Regions from separate parts of the Mus musculus genome. Here regions 1, 2 and 4 are each linked to region 3. Evidence: chromatin contacts called from public HiChIP or PLAC-seq data. All regions are on one chromosome and are shown on one strand. Each heading gives the region's core, a stretch centred on a gene start, on an enhancer-like site or on the middle of the called end of the contact. The rest is flanking DNA. Distances are from core to core; before and after follow the strand shown.

The links. HiChIP or PLAC-seq counts read pairs in DNA pulled down with a chosen protein or histone mark.
Region 1: a contact with region 3 is called in an HNF4G HiChIP or PLAC-seq map of pancreatic cancer cells. The contact joins the promoter of Ptges here to the enhancer-like site in region 3. A contact is called at or near these places in 2 of 15 datasets of contacts at CTCF or cohesin (embryonic stem cells and large pre-B cells), 12 of 484 Hi-C or Micro-C datasets (brown adipocytes, cardiomyocytes, cerebral cortex and 7 more), 21 of 115 datasets of contacts at active chromatin or transcription factors (VIP interneurons, bone marrow-derived macrophages, craniofacial prominence and 15 more) and 1 of 9 other capture datasets (adipose tissue).
Region 2: a contact with region 3 is called in a FOXA1 HiChIP or PLAC-seq map of pancreatic cancer cells. The contact joins two enhancer-like sites. A contact is called at or near these places in 3 of 15 datasets of contacts at CTCF or cohesin (the NIH/3T3 cell line, embryonic stem cells and large pre-B cells), 13 of 484 Hi-C or Micro-C datasets (the AML12 cell line, the N1E-115 cell line, bone marrow-derived macrophages and 5 more), 33 of 115 datasets of contacts at active chromatin or transcription factors (the 3134 cell line, the HPC-7 cell line, the NIH/3T3 cell line and 21 more) and 3 of 9 other capture datasets (adipose tissue, liver and pancreatic islet).
Region 4: a contact with region 3 is called in a FOXA1 HiChIP or PLAC-seq map of pancreatic cancer cells. The contact joins two enhancer-like sites. A contact is called at or near these places in 1 of 15 datasets of contacts at CTCF or cohesin (the NIH/3T3 cell line), 2 of 484 Hi-C or Micro-C datasets (bone marrow-derived macrophages and cochlea), 9 of 115 datasets of contacts at active chromatin or transcription factors (the HPC-7 cell line, the NIH/3T3 cell line, cardiomyocytes and 6 more) and 3 of 9 other capture datasets (adipose tissue, embryonic stem cells and liver).

Annotation. Positions count from the first base shown.
Region 1 is chr2:30,901,277-30,904,745 of GRCm38.p6, forward strand. Ptges (prostaglandin E synthase) reads right to left here and starts at 2,021. Exons shown (of 3, transcript NM_022415.3): 1 at 1,814-2,021. The coding sequence starts at 1,942. Gm52550 (a long non-coding RNA gene) reads left to right here and starts at 1,979. Exons shown (of 3, transcript XR_003954020.1): 1 at 1,979-2,043; 2 at 2,259-2,374; 3 at 2,752-3,198.
Region 2 is chr2:30,747,948-30,751,525 of GRCm38.p6, forward strand. No RefSeq gene overlaps it. Among named protein-coding and RNA genes, the nearest start is that of Gm39783, 22 kb to the right of the region's middle. Within about 2 kb of position 2,259, at least 32 of the 459 cell types and tissues checked have an H3K27ac peak or open chromatin away from gene starts, as enhancers often do. A contact at or near this core is called in adipose tissue, heart atrium, neural progenitor cells and 1 more, where this site is marked.
Region 3 is chr2:30,444,149-30,447,845 of GRCm38.p6, forward strand. Ptpa (protein phosphatase 2 protein activator) reads left to right here. Exons shown (of 10, transcript NM_138748.5): 10 at 2,229-3,659. The coding sequence ends at 2,306. Among named protein-coding and RNA genes, the nearest start is that of Ier5l, 28 kb to the right of the region's middle. Within about 2 kb of position 1,448, at least 133 of the 459 cell types and tissues checked have an H3K27ac peak or open chromatin away from gene starts, as enhancers often do. A contact at or near this core is called in the NIH/3T3 cell line, adipose tissue, brown adipocytes and 9 more, where this site is marked.
Region 4 is chr2:30,863,163-30,866,753 of GRCm38.p6, forward strand. All of the region lies in intron 1 of Prrx2 (paired related homeobox 2), which reads left to right. Among named protein-coding and RNA genes, the nearest start is that of Prrx2, 20 kb to the left of the region's middle. Within about 2 kb of position 2,104, at least 100 of the 459 cell types and tissues checked have an H3K27ac peak or open chromatin away from gene starts, as enhancers often do. A contact at or near this core is called in the NIH/3T3 cell line, craniofacial prominence, embryonic stem cells and 1 more, where this site is marked.

The sequences.
Region 1 (3,469 bases), core at 771-3,270, 460 kb after region 3:
AGTGGCTCATGCCTTTAATCCCGGCCCTCTAGAGGCAGAGAGGTAGGTGGATCTCAGTGAGTTCGAGGGCAGCCTGGTCTACATAGTAAGACCCTGTCTCAAAAAATTAAAACAAACAGCTAGGTAGAAGCCATTAAGGCCACTCCTTGAGCACCAGGCTCTGATGCTCCCTGCTCTCCAGCAGCCTCCTCTGTAACCTCAGGATGAAATGGAGCAGCGGGGCCTCATTGGGAAAGCTGGGGAGCCCAAGGTCACACTTCTGTCTTTGAGGGCCTCGGCAAAACTCCCCCATCAACTCTGGTGACGTCACAATCAACCTGTCTAAACTGTGAGGGGAGCGAGGCTCAAGCTTCACTTCCGGCTGTCCCTGGAGCTGGTAGATGAGCCCTGCCTGAGAAAAATGTAAAATGACGAAGAAAAAGGCCAGGATCTCCTACCCAGAATTCCTCCCTCCTGGCTCGGAAACCCCAACTCTGAGGGCCCAGCTTTGCCACCAGTGGAGTTCCTGTAATGAGCTATCAGGGAGCCACCTCTAGTGGGTCAAGGGGCACTCAGCATGCACTTCCAGGAAAGACCTGCGGCTGCTCCTGTTCACAGCAGATTCCAGTAGGAACCAGTCTTAAGGACCAGCATGGGTGGTGTGTTCACCATTCAAGTCTCCAGCTTCCTCTCAGAGCCACATCTCCAGGCTGCTGGGGAGAGGATCCTGAGCCGGCTCCCGTCCTCTCAATGCAGAGTGTGATTCCCTGGTCCCACTTGGCAGAAATAGAGGAGCCCAGGGCCCAAAGCAGAGAAGGCTTTCCTCCACCCCTGCATCTCCCATGGGGAGAGGAGCCCTAGAGGAAGTCAGGCTCGGGAGCCAGAGTTAACTTCAAAGGGGATGGAAGGATCCCATAGTAGGCAGACCTCTCCTTAACTCACTGGAAAACCAGGGTAAGCTAACTCCTACTGCCTTCCTGGTGGTGACTTAGTGCTCAACTTTGGGGGCCCTACAGAAGGGACAAGAACAGAATGTAGCTATCTCTCCCTGGCATCTGTGTCCCAGGACAAACCAAAGCAGAAGAATGAGAGACAGTCAGTCAGTCAGGGGTGGCCCTGCCTTCATTCCTGTCAGTACCTGCCCCAGGCAGGGGCTGAACCTGGCAGGAGGGCAAGCGGCCCACCCCGTCCCATCCCCGTACTCCGAGTCCCTCGCCTCTGGGCTGGACAGATGTTGGTTTAGGGGGAAGTGTCTGTAAAGGGCAGATGATTCACTGCTTCTACTTTCTAGGCGCTTCCAATGGACCCCTAGAAGGGGTCTGGGAGCCCTGGCCACTCCCACCAGCTCCACGTAGGTTCTTTTACTTTGGTTTCTTTGCCGGGACTGGGACCAGAGAATGTCTGTGGTCCCTCAAGGCACCCTCTAGGGTGCCACAAGTGTGTGCGGCGTCCATGGGGAGTGGGAATTTCCACGGAAAGACTTCTTAGGCTCCTGCGTTGCGGGTTCCCACTCCACCCAGATATGAGATCTCCCTGCCTGCCGGGAAACTGCCAGGTCCAGACACCTCTCGCTGTCAAGAGTCCCTGTGCTCCACTCGCAAGGGAGCCCCCCAGTACTCTCAAACCAAGAGGGTTCAGGAGCTGAAGGCTAAGCCAGCTCCCAGAAGGGCTGTGGTGGCGGCAGCCTTGAAGCAGCTCCCACCGCACGCCGGCATACACATCTCGGCCACGTTTTTTCAGTCCCTAGACTTTTCTTGCAGGGAAAAGCCAGCAGAGTGCTGATCCCCTTCTCCTCCAGCGCCCCCCCCCCCCCCCACTCCACCAGCGAACGTACCTTCTTCCGCAGCCTCATCTGGCCTGTGATGACAGCCACCGCGTACATCTTGATGACCAGCAGTGTGCTGCAGAGCAGAAAGGCCGGGAGCACCTGGCCGCTCTCCATCACCAGGCCCGGGGAAGGCATCTCGGCTAGCCGGCCTGGACTTCAACTCGGGGACACCGGGACTGAGAGTGAGACTGTCCCACAGGCGGCTTATGGAGAGGAGGAGGCGGGCCAAGTCCTGAGTAGGCGGTCACCCCCGCCCACTCCCCGCCCACCCTGATCACCCGCAGCAGGCCCCCTGCTCAAGTCAAGAAGGAACCCAGAGACTTCTGCTCCAAGTGTCCGGGTGGGGGGTGGGAAGCAGAGGAATGGAGGTGTCCCACGCCATCCTTGGCTCAGGACCATTGTTCTTTTGAAAGCCTCAGACTACATAGAGTGTTTTCTCACTTAACATCAGGTCTCCGACCCCAGTCTGCATATCACTGACCCATGCCCACCTTCCGAAAGAGCGTGAGAACCAGGGCATTTATGCTAATGTGTGGCCGCTGTAATGCTGGACATGCAGCCATGGAGGTGGGTTGTCTCTGCAAGATGGAAGGTGAGGAGACAGATCCTTCTGCCATCCTCTAACAGGACACAGACCCCCAATTACCAATTCGTGTGTGTGTGTGTGTGTGTGTGTGTGTGTGTGTGTGTATTTGCATATGGGTGGGGATATTCACGTGTGTGCACCTTTGCGTGGAAGCCAGTAGCTGCTGTCACATGACTTTCTCAATGTCCATCTTAATTTTTAATTTCTTTTAAAATTATGTTTATTTATTTATTGTGTGCCACAGTACCTGTATGAAAGTCAGAAGATAACTTGCTGATGATGGTTTTGTTCTGCCATGTGAGTCACATTCAGGTCTCACTAGCCTAAGCACCTAACTTTTCTCTTTTCCTTTTTTGAGAGAGAGAGAGAGAACCTCACTATCTACCCCCCATGGCCTGGAACTCAGAGAGCTCCCTGCTTTGGCCCTTCCAGTGCTGCGACGAAGGGCATGCACCAGTACAGCCTGGCCCTGTTACATTTTGAGGTCTGATCTTCCACTGCTCCAGAGCTCATCATTCTGCCAGCCTGACGGGCCAGTGAGCTCCGAGCATCCCCCTGCCTCTGCTGCCAGCAAATTACAAATACACACCTTCCCTGCTCGCTCCCTTCGTCAGTCAGCTAGATCGTAAAGAACAGTAATCAGGCCAAAGGAACATCACCATCAGCCTGCCATGCATGCCTCAAAGCAAGAGATCTAGGGGCAACTAGCCTGAACCCCACTCGGCTGTAAACTTAGCCAGTCCTTAGAGCACCAATGTAGCTCTGGGCTCTGATCCAATTTCCCTAGCTATAAAATGAAACTGACTATCTTGTCTCTCTCTCTCTCTCTCTCTCTCTCTCTCTCTCTCACACACACACACACACACACACACACACCATAGCAGTTGCTGGAACTATAAGGGTCTTGGTTGGAGATATATGTCCGGCCATCCTTGGTTACATAGTGAACGTGAGGCCAGCCTAGGATATATTAAATAAACCCTGTCTCAAAAGTCAGGGCTGATGAGATGGCTCAGTAGGGAAAGGTACACTCCACCAGCTTGAATAGGTGAGATTCTCTCCCAGATCTACATGGT
Region 2 (3,578 bases), core at 1,009-3,508, 300 kb after region 3:
AAGGGGCCTGGCATGGTGCTGCCTGCACACATCATTTAATCTCAGCACTCAGGCAGAGACTATGAGTTCAAGGCCCAGCCCTCAGGAGGCGGAAGCAGGGGATCTCTGGAATTTCAAGGTCAGCCTGGTCTATATAGTAAGTCCAGAACAGCCAGTGCTGCAAAGTGAGAGAGACCCTGTCTTGAAATAGCAAAAATCCCAACAAACAGTAATAATAATAATACATAAATTAAAGAATAGAAAATTAAAAGGTCAAGATGGCTCAGCAGGTAAGGTACTTGCTGACAAAGCATAGAAACCTGCATTCGGTTCCCAGCGTCCACACGGAGGTACAGAGAACATTCCACAGAGTCACCCTCTAACCCTTACACTCCCATGGTGGCACACATGCCCACAAACACACAATAACTAAGTAACTGGTTAAAAAAGGTTTAACAAGACACCAACAGGGTTTGTGAAGTATTTGATGTTACAGAAAAATAAAAATAAATAAAAAAGAAAACATGTAAGACGGCATGAAACCAGTATCCGCACAGCAGTCTATAGTGTTAATTAAGTGCCCGTGCTCACAAGAGTTAAAATACAGGGCGAAGCTTAAAAGTGGTAGAAAAAAAGATGAACAACGATAAAGATAAGTGGGAAAATAACTAAAACAAGCAAAGAAAGGACCCCAAAGCCCAGCCAACCTGACCAAACAAGCCAATGACTAACAAAAATCACAAATATTTAATACTAAGAGTAGATGAAGGACTAGCAACACAGCCCAATAGGGAAAGGTACTTGTGGCAAGGGTGATGGCCCGAGTTCTATCCTTGGATCTCACACACACACACACACACACACACACACACACACACAGAGAGAGAGAGAGAGAGAGAGAGAGAGAGAGAGAGACAGACAGACAGACAGAGACAGACTGATGGACAGACAGGTGGACAGATGGACAGTTGGAAAGAGATAGAGACAGAGAATTTTTTTAAAGTGGCCCAACCTTGCCGGGTGGTGGTGGCGCACGCCTTTAATCCCAGCACTTGGGAGGCAGAGACAGGCGGATTTCTGAGTTTGCCTGGTCTACAAAGTGAGTTCCAGGACAGCCAAGACTATGCAGAGAAACCCTGTCTCGAAAAACCAAAAAAAAAAAAAAAAAAAAAAAAAAGTGGCCCAACCTTCCTCCTCACAAATGCTCCCAGGACCTCTTGACTACCAGTGCACCCAATTGGGTTTTTGTCTTGCTGAGGCATGGCCAGGTGACCAAAGACTTCTGTGGCCACCAACCATCAACACCCCCCACCCCAATGTCCTACAAAGAGACCCTATCATAAGGTGCCCAGGGTGTTAGTTCTTTCTCTCCTCATTGACCTGTTGGAGTGACTAAGGACAGGCTTTCATCCCATGGTGACATTCACAGGGTTTGCTCCGTGTCCACCCCATCCAATGTCACCTGAGCTGGGCCTGGTAGAGCTTCCTGCAGGAGACACTTCCCTAGAGATGAGCAGAGAGCAAGTGGGTGATGAAGAGCCTTCCCCAAGCCCAAGTGAGCAGTGGGGGAAGTGCACTCCAGGGGAGAGCCACCCATTTCACTATGTTTCTCTGAGGCCAGCCCAGTGCCAAGCCAATCTGGAACTGTCAGAAACCATGTACTCCAGCAGACAGAACCCAGCAACACCACAGGCCTCGACAGAGAAGAAGCCAGGGTCTTCTTAAAGCCCTCAGCTATTTTAGTTCAAGGGCAGGGCTGCAAGCCCACAGGTGCTAAGCCACTGCCCTGTAGGCCTTGAACATGCTCAGAAAGGATATTTCAGTCTATGGTAACTTTTTTCCCCTTGAGACATTGTTTCTCTTTGTATCCCCAACTGTCCTAAAACTCACTCTGCAGACTAGGCTGGCCTCAAACTCAGAGATACAGTTGCCTCTGCCTCCCAAGTGCTGGGATAAAGGCCTATACCACCACAGCCAGGAATCTATGATAATTATTAAATAGGGGTTTAATTCACAAATGTTCCTGGCTCATTTGGGATGCTCGGCTGAGCACTGATGGGTCCTGGGCTGTTACTCTGTTCCCAGTGGTATTTAAAATCATCAGGAATGGGCAGTGTGAGGGTCTCAGAGCTGAGCTGCTGGGAGCGAACAGTACCATGTCTTTCTCATTCCCCTCCCCTTTTTCTGCCCTCCGGAAGCATGTGCCTGAAGAGTCCAGGAAGAACAGCCACGGAATGCCCCAGTTTCATTTCCGTTGCTATGACAAAACACCTCAACACAAGGCAACTTGCAGGACAAAGGGTTTATTTTGAGTCACAATTCCAAGTTCCAGGCTGTCACTGCAGGGAGTCATGGGCAGCAGGAGCTTGAAGCAGCTGGACACATGACATCCTCAGTCAAGAGCAGAGAGAATCAATGCAAGCTGGCTCACATGTTTACTTGTGCTCAGCCTAGTTTCTCATTTACACAGTTCTGGACCAGTGAGGAGGGAATGGCGCTGCCCACAGTAGGTTGGGCAGGTCCAAATCAATTGACTTAAACCTCCTTCATCCTCCTAACTCCAGCCACAGACATGCTCATAGACCAACCTAACAAAAGCAATCTCTCAGAGATTCTCTTCCCATGTGATTCTAGGCTGTGTCAAATTAACAAAGCTAACAACTGGTAGTGTGGTAGCTCACACCACTAATCCCAGTACTCGAGAGGCAGGGGCAGGCAGATCTCTGAATTTGAGGCTAGCCTGGTCTACATAGCTAATTCCAGGACAGACAGGATTTCACAGAGAAACCTTGTTTTAGTTTAGGGTTTCTATTGTTATAAAGAGACACCATGACCAAGGCAACTTTTTTTTTTCATTTTTTTTTTTTAAATTTATTTTATTAATGTAAGTACACTGTAGCTGTCTTCAGACACTCCAGAAGAGGGAGTCAGATCTTGTTACAGATGGTTGTGAGCCACCATGTGGTTGCTGGGATTTGAACTCCTGACCTTCGGAAGAGCAGTCGGGTGCTCTTACCCACTGAGCCATCTCACCAGCCCCCAAGGCAACTCTTATAAAGGACAACATTTAATTGGGGCTGGCTTACAGGTTCAGAGGTTCAGTTATCAAGGTGGGAGCATGGCAGTGCCCAGCAGACGTGGGGCTGGAAAAGTTCTACATCTTGATCCAAAGGCAGACAGAAGACTGGCTCCCACATGGCTAGGAGGATGGTCTTAAAGCCCATCCCCACAGTGACACAATTCCTCCAACAAGGCCACACCTCCTAGTAGTGCCACTACCTGGGCCAAGCATATACAAACCACCACACCCTGGAGAGAGAGGAGAGCGGGAGGGGGAGGAAGGGGGTATCTATCTCATGATATCGACCTTGGAACTCAAAACTTCATGTGGTGTTAGGATTGGGCTCTCCTTCTTTTGCTACACAAAGGGTGTCTCACAAAGGGTGTCTGCACAGACAGGGGTCTCACACACTCAAAATAATAGCTATGTGAAGAATGAGGGTCATGAAGAGGGGTACACAGTGCCAGGATTGAAGGTCACAGAGCTGAACACCACCCATTATCCAGCTGCAAAACTGAAAGGGTGATACCCCAAGGCT
Region 3 (3,697 bases), core at 198-2,697:
TTGGGCTTGGGCCTGGCCAGCTTTTTCTGTTCTTTCCTGGATCCTCTTTCTCTAGACTTCACATCCTGTGTTTAGGCTTCAGCCCACATCCCTCTCTCATCTGGGGGGCCATTCCAGACCTCTTCCTGCTCTGCAGGCCAGCTCTAGTGCCCCGGCGTTCCCTTGGTCCTGTCTCCTCGGCCTTACTTCTGGTTTCTAGCAGGAAACACAGGGAAGACTGTCCTGCTGCTGGAATGTCAGCATGGAGGTATATGTCACCCCATGTCTCCAAACCTGGATTGATTCAGCCTTCTAAGAGGAAGGCCAGCTACCCTGCCCCCCACCCACCCCTGACCCTGTCCCCCTTTCAGAGGCAGAAGCTCTGCAGGCTGAGGGAGGAGCAGATAAGGTACAAGATGGTGGTGTTACAACACACAGGCCTTGGAAGCCACCACCTAAACCTTAAGTCCTAAATGCTAGGTGTCCCTGCAGTTATTGACTGACAGGATGTGTTGTGTGACTAAAGACTGGACAGGTGCATCTCACTGGGTGTATGCAGTAAGTGGGAGCTGACCCTCCCCTTGCCAGGATGGATTTGTAGGGTAATTCTGCAACTTGTTGACAGGCATGAGCATGAGGCTTTGTAGCACCTAGTTCTTTTTTGTTTTGTTTTTGGAGACAGGGTTTCTCTGTATAACCCTGGCTGTCCTGGAACTCACTTTGTAGACCAGGCTGTCCTCGAACTCAGAAATCTACCTGCTTCTGCCTCCGGAGTGCTGGGATTAAAGGCGTGCGCCACCACCTCTAGGTGGTATACCCAGTTCATACTGGTGCTCTTAAGCTCTAGTCCCTGGGAATAGGGCCCAGGAGAGGCCCAGTGCTCCATCCGCTGGGAAGACCCCTGAGCTGCCAATAGGGGTCTGCTCAGGCCTGGCATTAAGCAGCCTCAGGATATGCAATTAGCTGTCAAGTTCCCTGACCTGATTTTTTGAAGAGAAGTATCAGGGGCTTTCTGGGCCTTGTATGATGGGGCTATTTCTATAAGGAAGGCTATCACCGTATCTGGACTTATTTTCTCCAACTACCCAGCCTGGACTCTGCTGGGCCAGGAGGTGCCACGTTTCTAAAGCCCAGGTTCAGTTGCTGGGCAGAATTGCTGGGAGCAAAGCCCCCTTAGGTGCTTCAGCTGCCCTGGGGCCTTGGACTTCCTCCACCCCACACGCCCCCCCCAGCAGCTTCTTACCAACTTTGCTCCTGCTGGCCCTGTGGGCCCTTCCCCCACTTGCCTTTCTGGCTTTTCTTCTGGGAGAGCCTAAAGCAGGTTGACCTTTGACCCTTTCTGGAATTCAGGGGGGTGGGGGGGCCTTCCAAACTCCCACCGCTTCCTGATGACATAAGCACTGTGGCAGCTGCCTTGCCTCAGGCCTGGACATGCTGCTCCTCCCTCCCCCAGGACAGACTGCACCTCCTTCTTCATGCTTGCTTTGCTGAGGCCTAGCTCTAAGCTAGAGCTCAGTCTCTGTGGTCTACTTGCTCCTCTGTGTGCCCCTCCCACTTCTGAAGCTGCTGTCTGGGGTAAGGGAAGGTGAGCCACCAGGTTCGTCCTTTGACACAGCTAGAGCTAGGCTCTCACCTCAATAGCCTACAGGTCACCTCAATAGCCTACACCCCCGGCTTGTTTAGGAGGAGGCCAGGCCAGCCTCACATTCTGCCTGGAGCTACTGCCTGGGAGACAGAGCAAGCCAGTAACAGGCAAAGCTAGAGCCTGTGGGCCTGGGCTCAGGGAGCCACGAGCCACGAGCTCCATAGAGGCTGCTGCCAAGGTAGGGCAGGAGTGTCAGCCCACTCCTGTTGTCTCACTCTGAAGAGTCAAGATGTCTTTGAGGCCAAAGACTACAGAAAGTAGGCCCTAGCCTCTTCTCAGTTGTGTTCAGATGTCCCTATACTGCTAGGGTCAGGATTCGGGTGGGGGTGGGGGGACCTTTGTCATTTCTTATGGCTCATCCCTTCTGGGTCAAGTGATGTCTCTTAGCTGCCTGTCTTGGCTTCTGCTGAGTATGGGTGCCTTTGAGTGGGAGGTGGGGATGAGGTGAACGAGATCACCTTCCTCCTAGGCCGGGGGCTGCTCTCCAGCACAGGTGGATTCCCGTGGAGGTGGCTGCAGTTGGAAACCTCATGTTTGTCTGGGTTACTGGGGATGCAGGAGGCGAGACAGGCCTCACCTCCCTGGTTTTCCCCTCCTTTCTCAGTGCCTGGAGAAGTTCCCTGTGATCCAGCACTTCAAGTTCGGGAGCCTGCTGCCCATCCATCCCGTCACATCAGGCTAGGAGAGGCTGAACTACCAGAGCCACCCTGGCCAGGTTCCTGTGCTCTCTGTGACCCAGCACCCCTCCCGCCCACCTTCTGTTCTTTCTGTTTGATGAGAGGCTGTTTACTGAGATGGGTGCTAAGCAGGGCCTGAGTTGGGGGAATTGACCACAGTGTGCCCAGTTTTTGACTGTCCTCCGTCTGGTGGCCGAGTAAGAAGAGAGGGGCCTGGACGTGGTCCCCGGCCCTGCCCATCCCTGTGCTCCTGCTTCCTCCCACGGTCAGGCCCATGTGGAGGAGACAAGGACACCCTGCTCTTGTCATTGCTCCCCCTTTCCTCCCCATGATGTAATGGTTCCCTCATTAAGAGCAGGAGTTCCGTGCCTCCAGGGCCGGCTGGTGGGTTCCCCGCTAGCTGTGTTCCACTGGGTATCTGCTATGGAGCTGAAGGGTGAGGCTGTCATCAGCTGTTGGGAGGGCTGGGGTTGGGGGAGGTTGGTTTGTAGGGGCCATGGATGATGAGGCTGGTCTTCTCAAGGTACCATCCTAGGCCCTGGGGGACCTGTGTCCATCCTCATGCTGGCTTTGTTCCCTGGCCCTTGGCTTTGCTAGGTTTCCTGACTGTTAACATAACACTCCCCTTCCTGGGGATAGCCTAGCTATGGAAGCTGCCCTGGGCTCCTGGGAAAGCCCATTGCTTGGGTGAGATCTGACTTTCCAGAGCTGTCAAGCAGGGAGAGGAAGAGACTCCGGGAGGCAGTAGGACTGTTGTGTCTGTGGAGAACCTAGTTTTCTCCAGTCAGTCTCAGGCCTGCTGATTCTGCTGCCTCTGCCTGCTGAGTGTCTGAAGCTTCCCCCGAGGCCTTGGCTTGCTGCTCCGCTCCCTTGGGTCGGTTTGTGGCTCGTGTGGGAGAGCAAAGAAGGTAGCAGCCCCCTCCTCCCACTTCCCTCTGTGAGATGAGGGAAGTGCTGGCCTGGGCCTAGGCATAGACTCAGAATGGGTAGGGCTGCTAAGGGGACCTAGCCACAGTCACCAGTTTTCTCTCAGCGTGTGGCTGAACTGGAACCTGCAGGCTTTCCTGTCCCACTTGGGCCTGCCCTTCTTCACTGCCCATCCTGTGTTTGTGCCCGCTTAGCTTTGTGGAGTGGACACTGAGAAGCACAACTCAGGGGCTTGGCCAGGAATTAACTATGGTCTGGGCAGAGCGGGGATTGAAGTCATCAGAGTCACAGGCAGTTCCCCAGGAAAAGCCCAGTGCCAGCTTCCTTCCAGGGCCAGGCCACTGCCTTCCTGGCTCCCTTCCCTGTCCCTGCGTCCCCAGCCCTGCGCCTTCCTTGCTATTTGGATTAAAGCCTCTGTTTTACACCTGTCCCCTGTGTGAGACATCTTTTCCTGACATGTCTGAGTGAC
Region 4 (3,591 bases), core at 854-3,353, 420 kb after region 3:
TTGTTTTGTTTTTGTTTTCTTAGTGTAAATTCTAAGGATTGAACTGACACGGTCACACTTGTGCAGTAAACAGTCTTACCTGTGGAGCCGTCTCCCCGGCCCCGATTACCATTGAATTTTGTTTAAAAAAAAGTGTTTCTTAAATTTTATTTAAAATTTGCTATTATTGCATGCTTGTGTGTGAGAGAGACAGACAGACAGACAAACAGACAGTGGGCATTTGTATACGTATGGAAGTCAAAGGAGGACTGATTTAGCTTTCTACCATGGGTTCTGGGAATTAAATTGAGGGTGTTTCATCAAATGCCTCACCTTGTGTGTGTGTGTGTGTGTGTGTGTGTGTGTGTGTGTGTTGGGGGCGGTGATGGGAGTGTATCTAGGCTAGCTCAGAGAGGTCTAAGGTAGAACTTCAGCACCCACAGTGAAGCTTTTGGGGTGACCAGCAGCGCAGAGATATTCTACACTCTCCAGGCAGGTGGTCAGGCCCAGCTCAGCTCAGGCCAGAGCTCATGAGAGCCCAAGGTCACTCTGTAAGTCTCAAGGGCGCTCTCAGCCTTTCAGTTCAGAAAGGACATCCGCGATCTGCACACCCTTAAGAGCTTCCCGTCTGAGAGGCATGTTGTGGAAGTTAGCCAAGGTGACAAGGGTCAGTGGTCAGAATCTGCCACAGGCCCTCTACCGTACAGAGCGGTAAAGTATTTGCCGCACAAACTTGGCCACTTGAGTTCGGTCACCAGAAACCACATAAAGTGGCCTTTCTGGAGAGCCAGGATGAGGAGGTGACAGATAAGTTGATGAATGGTCCCTGATGGCCAGCTGCCCCAGCCCCAGCCTGTCTCTGTCTCTTTGTCTCTGTCTCTCTGTCTCTTAGTCTCTGTCTCTTTGTCTCTGTCTCTCTTTCACATACAGACACACACACACCCTCCATGCCCCCTCCCACTTCCACTTCTTAGAATAGTGGTCAAGAGAACGTGACTCCTGACCCGCCCATCCCCTGCAGGTGGATTAACTGAGAGTAAAACTGTCTGTACGGGTCTCAGGGCAGGGCATTAACCTCCCATGGGAGAGCACCTTCCCTCCTCACAAGTCTGCAAATTGGTTTTGTTCTACAATCCAGACTTTCTCATTCCTGGGTGAGCAAGTCTCCCAAGTGGGTTTGGGGGTGAATGAATGGGGCCGGGTTCTTCTGTTCTGCCAGTGTGCAGCTCAGAAAAAGGTGAGTGCTGGCTTTGATGTGGCCCCACCTCCTTAGAAAGCCCCTCTGTAGAAAAACTGCAGGAGCCAGAGACAAGAAGCCCTCGCAGTGTGCAAGCACATATGTGTCGTTGTGAGCAGCCAGAGGTGCCAGGACTGCCACTCAGTAGCCCGTTGTAGCTAACTGCAATCTATCACCAGATACTGGAGTGTGACAGACTGCCCCTAAAGATCATAGTCTCGTCTACAGACCAACTAGGCTCTTCCTTTGATGCCCAGAAAGGCCTTTGTAGGGCAGGGCAGCTCTCAGGCACACCAAAGAACCTGGTTGTTCTCTGGAGCTCTGCTGGCGAATGGATGGAGTTTGGTCACCCACGATCCTGGAGCATCCCACAAAACCTCACATCCTCTAGGCGCAAGGTCTAAGGGTCCCGGAGAAGGAGGGGCTGCATGACTGCTACTTTGGGGTGACAGGGTGTCTTACAGCCGAGGATGGGGTCTAGCCCAGTGCCTTCTCTGCTGTGCCATTTCTCCATAGGACCTCCCAGCCTCAGTTTCCCTTCCTGGGCCGTGGTGGGGGATGGGGATGGTGACGGTAGTACCCGGGATGCGACAGGGCAGGGCGCGCCAGGCTGTTAACGGTGTCTGGGCCGCGGGGCTGCGGCGAGGCCGGCGCCAGGGCCGCGCCTGGAACCAGATGTGGCGGCGCCGCCCTGGCCGCCCCGGCGGCTCGCACGCTCGGCCTGGCGCACACATGGCAGGCGTCTGAGGGCGCGGTCCCCGGGGTCCTGCGACCCCAGGCCGGAGTGACGAGAACAGGACTCGGGACCGGCTGAGAGAAGGGGCATCCCAAAAGCCAGCCCTCAGCCGTTCCTGCTCCTTGCGTGCTGAGGACCCTCCCGCCCCCAGAGTTTGTTTGCTTAAATCCTGCATAAGCTGTTTTAAAGCTGAGTCATCTTAGGGGCTGCCAGTTGGGAAGGGGAGGAGAAAAGGGGGTGCGGCTTTGAAACCCCGATTCTGCCATGGGCTTGTCTGTCATCCACCAGACCAGAACAAGGGATCTCATTGAGGCCTGGCCCAGCGACACACCTGCAGCCCCAACTCTGATGTCCCCATTCCAGCTTTGCGATGGTCTCTGGGCTTCCAAGTGTGACCTACTATGTCCTAGGTTGGTAGAGGAGAGAAGAAAACAATGTGGGTAAAACCCATCTCCGGGGAGGCCAGGCTAGCCCAGGTTGGCTCCTGAAGAGGTGCTTGCCTTGTTCTTAGGGGAGGGAAGTGGGTGTGGTTTGCATCCTTTCTGTTGAGTGGTTGGGAAAGAGTGGTCCAGCTCTGAGGAGACTCCAAGCTCCCTGGTTCTGATGTAGGAGAGAAAGGAGGGCTGCCTATCCCTACCCAACAAGCCAATTGCTTTTTTATTTATTTATTTATTTATTTATTTATTTATTTATTTATTTATTTGTCCACACACCAGAAGAGGGCCATTACAGATGGCTGTGAGCCACCATGTGGTTACTGGGAATTGAACTCAGGACCTCTGGAAGAGCAGTCAGTGCTCTTAACCACTGAGCCATCTCTCCAGACCAAACCAATTGCTTCTTGATGCTGTTGGGTGGAGACACCCCAGGCGTTTGCAGAGGCCAAGTAGCCAGGGCTGGGGACAGTCCAAACTCCAAGAACTCCAGCAACCCCTAAACCTCTTCCAAAACCTTAGAGGACGACTCATAAGCCCACTTCTCAGAGAAACTGAGATCCAAAGAACAGGGGTGGAGGCAGAGAGGGAACAATGGTTTAGAGATAGAATCCAATTTGTGCCTGAAGGCTCTGGGGACTAGGTGCTTAGCATCAAACTTCAGAAAATCAGTGAAGCTGGTGGACTTGCCCTGTGTATGTGCATGTGTGTGTGTGTGTGAGTGTCCATGTGTGCATGTGTGTATGTGCATGTATGTGCATGAGCATGCACATGCATGCATGTGTCTGTGTGCACATGTGTGTTTGTGCATATATGTGTGTGAACATGCACATGTATGCATGTGTGTGTTCCTGCATTTCCACTCCTTTGTGTGTGTGTTCCTGCATTTCTACTCCTTTCGCCATGAAGTATCATAGGAAGGAGGGAGCTGATCTCTGAGATGCTAAGAGATACCTAGGAGCGAGACCTCTGTGTTCCTGGCACCCTTTTCTCTGCAAATTCCAAGTTAGAAACAGCCATTTAGAGAGGGCAGTTAAAGTAACTTGCCTAAGACATGGCAAATGTGGGTGTTTCTGGAATGTCTTTCTTGGGGAGACTTAAGCAACACCCACCCCTTCCTTATAAGATTGTCAAACCAAAGTTCACCGTGGGGAGGCAATGAGTGTATTGGGCTTACTTACAGAGCATGCATGAGAGGCTGCTTA